Linked DNA regions of Aedes aegypti: region 2 is linked to region 1. Evidence: chromatin contacts called from public Hi-C data. All regions are on one chromosome and are shown on one strand. Each heading gives the region's core, a stretch centred on a gene start, on an enhancer-like site or on the middle of the called end of the contact. The rest is flanking DNA. Distances are from core to core; before and after follow the strand shown. Region 1 has its middle 230 kb from the start of LOC23687430. Region 2 holds the start of LOC110677254 (homeotic protein spalt-major).

Evidence for each region. A called contact is a pair of places that touch in the nucleus more often than the background predicts.
Region 2: a contact with region 1 is called in a Hi-C map of whole pupa, with 6 times the contacts expected there. The contact joins the promoter of LOC110677254 here to the enhancer-like site in region 1. A contact is called at or near these places in 2 of 2 Hi-C or Micro-C datasets (whole body and whole pupa).

The regions. Positions count from the first base shown.
Region 1 is chr2:473,618,129-473,620,884 of AaegL5.0, forward strand. No RefSeq gene overlaps it. Among protein-coding and RNA genes, the nearest start is that of LOC23687430, 230 kb to the left of the region's middle. Within about 2 kb of position 1,478, at least 3 of the 3 cell types and tissues checked have open chromatin away from gene starts, as enhancers often do.
Region 2 is chr2:473,891,163-473,893,862 of AaegL5.0, forward strand. It overlaps LOC110677254 (homeotic protein spalt-major), which reads right to left and starts at 1,326. Exons shown (of 5, transcript XR_002501055.1): 1 at 407-1,326.

The DNA.
Region 1 (2,756 bases), core at 228-2,727:
CCTACCCTTGGTTTCAAACCTAGACGCGGTTCTGTATACATAATTTTGTTTGTCAAATGTTCTAAACTCATAATGGTCTGAACACAGACATTCGAAAAAAAATATATAGGTAACTGCAATATAGCTTTGCAAATTCAGCAACTTTGCATGTAAAGCAAAAAAAAAAAATGCGATTCCATCATCTAATACTTCAAGTATTCTATCACATGCTGTCTGATCCAACAGATTGTTTTCTCGCTATGGATTTATTGATTTACAAGTATCCTATCACCGAAATTTGTTTTTCGATTTTTAGATATTTGTTAGTGGTAAATCATAGAAAACTAGTTTATTGACGCATCAACTTTACAAAATGTATGCAAATGAAAATCAACGACGAAACGTTAAAAACGTTAAAACGTCCGATTATGAAAACATAGTCCTGAAACTGATCTCTAGCTAGAAAAAAAAAACGATTTTATATACATAGACCATTTGATTTTGGTATGGTTTTCATATAATAGCCTATGATGACAACGCTTTAACTTAGAAAAGGTTTCAGCTAAGTTTCTTAGCAATTCCAATTACTTGATTAATAAAATTAATAAAAGGTATCTTGATAAAACCAGGTGATTTAAATCTCGCTTCTCCTATGTACAGCATCAGGGAAATGTAGAAAATCATTTTGCGTTTAAAACATATAAATTGAATTTGGATAGATAAATTTTGGCATGTATATTTATATAGAATAATTTGCATTTGAGTTGCAGCCCAAATGCAATCAACTTTGTACTCGCCAAACTGAGCCATTCAAACTATTTCGGTCTTCTTGCTTAACTCATCTCTTGTGACGATGCAAGGCAACGAAAAATTAACCCCAAGGGTGAAATTACCGATCACGCGATTGGCGATGATGCCGTCGATGATTTATTTTAATAGCATGTTCAATAAGCTAAGGAATTTTTGCAAGGAAAATAAATAGCTATACCAATGCTCACGGATCGATATAGCACTACTGCTCGGATGGTTCGCCGAAGGAACGGTCGAAACGGTTGTATACTACCATTGCATATTCGTGTCGATATTCATATTCGATTTTGATGTAATGATAAATATAAAAAGATAAGATACACAACCCAAGACAGCGTCGGTAATAACAGAAATAATAATCGGCATCGAGCGCAAAGAGCGAAATACACTCCGCCCCTTTTTCTTCAACCGAACGAAACGAAACCCGACGGCCCCGATTGACATGAGCGACGGTCTCAATATGTATGGTGGTCTACAATTTGCACAAGCTCTGAAACCCTGGAACCGACGGGTGGGATATCTTGCAGCTCTTCATGTAACACAACACACGAGATGAAATCCTAATGTCATCATTTTAATATTTAATATACATATAAATGATGTACCCTTTTGGCTGGTCGCTGTTGGCGGGAATTGCCGGTTCGCAGGATCAGAACTGGTCTCTTCAGATGTTCGTGCGTATGCGAGAATGTATTTCTGAAGTAGTTTGCGAGAGCAACCATCGAACATCGTGGGTATGTGTGTTTGAACGATGCACTATTAAAATTATTGATTTTTCACTCTCCGGTTTCTTCTTTCACGAGTGCCCAGATCTGGAGCTCTCGGTATAGCAAGAGCCTTTGCGAATACTCTTAGCAAAGACTGGGTTCCATGACACCTATTGGTGTCCTACCCCTCCCACGTGCTGAAGACCCTCAGAATGACGAATGAATCATAATCAGCGGAGAGTTCGAGGTTTTGCTGTAACGAAAACAACGATAAAAAACTAGCTCTTAGCCTCTCAACCTTGCCGCGAAGGTAGTGTACAAATGCAGAAACCGAAAGACCACTGAATCTAAAGTTTTCGGTGCGATCAAATTTAATTCCAGTTTGCGGCAATTCGTGCAATGGTGTGAGTTGCGACAATACTTTCAAACATTTTTATGGTTGAACCAACACTACTAGATTTCAAGTGGGCGTGTCCTTCCCCTCTGATGCACACAATGCAATTGATGACTACACACATATCAACCTGGATTGTTTTATAGTTGCCTCGATTGAGGGGAAATGTACGCTTGTATGCAGAGGGGAAATCGTATATCGAAATGTGTACGGCACAGTTGTGTTGGAATTTGGTCTTATATGAATTCATAAATATGCATACACGAACACTGGAAACATGAAGAAGGTGGTCTCTTTGAATTATGATTTGTTTATTAATTTTCTTTTATTACACATTCTCTTCCGACGGCTAACGAAGGCTTGCAGAACAACGACGCTGGTTGGTTCCCGGAATGGTGGCTCTCTTACACACATCGGGCAGAGCCTGGCGAGATTTGAGCGGTATTTTGCGGTGGCCCAAGGCAGTCCGGATGGAGTTGCATAAGAGAGAACCCGTTTCTGCAGGAACTGAATGTACCTTGCTTGCAGGCACTACTGTGATGAGCCTCAGCTGCGACGGGTGCCAGTGGCGTATGCAATTCATACGTAGTAGTAAAGATGCTACGCACTTTACAATTAGATTTATCGATTGAATTGGGATATCAATAATCAACATTAGTATTATAACTGAAATAATATAATATAATCAATCAAACCAACATATCGATTCTGAAGAGATGCTTCAAAACAGGTTGCAATATGCATAATTTAAATAAACTTTATTGAGGAAATCGTTTTAAATTTTTATAATTTAAAAATCATAGTATTGCTACAAACTTTGACTGAAAGTATAAACTACATTGGATTGTGCTAATTTTTAAAATTCT
Region 2 (2,700 bases), core at 76-2,575, 270 kb after region 1:
ATTATTTCAACCATTTGAGCTAATTGGTACGAATTTTTTTGATGAAATCTGCTTTGCGGATATATCTCAAGCATCCTCACAAACTTTCAGGTTCATACTATGTTTAAATCTTTGCTTAAAAATAGAAGTTTCTAGGTGTTTGTCAATACTGTACCGTGCATGATTTGGAAATTTTACATTATTTTCATAGTAATAAACATTCCTTAATGCAAAAAACTTCACAACACACAATTCGACAATAGTTACGACAAACAACGTTCATTTACTGCAGCTTACATTGATATTTGTGCTCCACTACGCATAAATAAAATCGTGTGATACGATGATCAATTTCACCCTTCTGATCAATTACACCCGATTTTACGGTATCATCTATTATTATCAATAAAATAAGCTTTTAAATCACCTTCATCATTGTTTGATTCATCCTTCACTCTTGAGTATCCAACAGAGTCGACCTGAATCATTTCTCAGCACTGTCCAGTTGTTGATATTCTATCAAAATCTCACTTTTATCGGCATTATAAACGAATCTTAGACATGTACATCACTTGTAGTGTATTTTTTAACTATTTATTGCACTAGTTTGATTCGTTTGTTTTAATATCGCTAGTCACACTTCTATGTATGCTGCATTATTTGTGAAAGGTGTCTTCATCTTTAGCACTGCACGTGAAACCGAAATCTTTCAGCCAACTTATCTTCTCGATTGATCATTGAAAACTCATTGGATCACTCTCGGCGTGTCACTCTGCTTGACGTTCCATTACGAACTACCAATGCCGGCCGTGTGCTCGGAGAATAATTGTTTTTTGTATGCTATTAAAAATTCACTCGCTTACGTTTGCGGTTTTCGACCACATCATTCAACAATCAACGCGGTACTACTGATTAAAACTATATGCTAAGCGAGCCATTCGGTCGATAAGTCAAAATCGATTGAATTCGAGACGGAGAGATACATAGAGCTAGATAGACAGAGAGGGAGCGCGCGAGCATACACCCGGTTGTGTATGATGGACGAGCCGATAAAAAACACAAATAATTTTACACTTCACTCTGACACAGCGTTCGAGGATCAAATCTCGGTCGAGAAAGCAATTCTCTTTGCTTTTTTTCTACTCGCTCTTGATATTGTTTTTCTTCTATGATAAAAGAAGGGCGAAAATCTCTCGTGTATCATAAACCGCTCTCCCGCTACAAAAATACGCTAACTTGGCTCCTCTTAGCAGAGATCGCGTTTCCGTAAACTACAAAACATTACTAAACAAACTTCCACATAATATTGACAAAGGAACCAATTACTTCTACGACGACAGCGCTAAGACTGGTCTGACCACTGAACCAACACCACATTGAAAGCCTGAATTTCGCATCGAAGTATGGCTCATCCCCACCCCAATTTTGGTCCATCCCCACCACCAGCCATACGACGTATTTGAACAAACGCTACACGAAAATGCTCACCAATACCATTGTCCAAAACCAACATCATCATCAATGTCTAGCTGTAGTGGAACCAAAAGCAACATGCACAAATGAGAGCGTGAAAATTCCTCTCGAGCACTGCACAGTCAGCATCAGAAACCGAACGTTTTCCACGACACACCATCAGAGCTTGGAAAACTCTCGAGCTGTCTGTCTGTCTGTTGCATGGCGTTTCTACAACGGTGTGCTCAGCGATAGAACATACACGAATCATAATATTTATTGAAGCCTCGTAGTTCTTCTTTTGCTCGCCTATCTTTCATAAAGCATAAACATAAATATAATCAAGGAATTGGACAAACCGTGGCCTCCTGCTGGTGAAAAGGATGGATCGGATGGCGCATTGACCAGAAAAAGACAACATATTGCTCGCGATGGCTCGTAAGGAAGATCCAAAGACGGAGAAGGTGCACCAATACTATGTTTTCGATTCCAATTTCATATACTTGATGTGGCCGTGTGTGCAGTCGTGGAAGAGGGATAGAAGGAAAAATATCATAAACAATTTATTATTATGACAGAAAGGTGGAGTCATTTTGATAATTTCGTTATATTATTAATAAGCACATCGGAAAAGGAGGACCTTCAGGACTTGATCGTGTATTAGTGAGACGTACGAGCCGCGTGCATTTTGGGGTGGTTTTCAAATTGATTTGGCTTGGGGGAGGTTGGTGGTGTTGTTGTGATATGATTGGTTGGAATAAGTGCGGTTTATTGTGTTTTAGATGAGCAAATATTATGATTTTGTTTGTTCGTATCCAAATCTGAATACAAATCATTCGTTGCTTATACTTCAATCTTGTTAATAAATATGATGAAAATAATAATCAATTCTAATTTAGTGGTTCCACAAATTGCACCAGCAGCATTCTCTCATATCGTAGAGGGCAGTTATGTTCTTGAATTCCATTCTGCAAACCACTAATTCTGAAAATATTATAGTACACACGAAAGTGAGGGGTGTTGTAAGTGACAAAAACCTGTTGAGATAACTACTAAAAACTGCGTTCAAAAATAATATTCAAAAAGGTACTGTCTACAAAACACGTAATACAAATTATGTCACGCTAAATTAAGACTTTTTCGAATCCCTTTCTTATCACACTTTTTGAATGAGGCTTCAAAATTTTTTGTAAGAATAATCATACAATACCTGACCACCTACTGCTCTTTGGAGCGTGACATAATTTATGCAGACCTCTGAACGACACG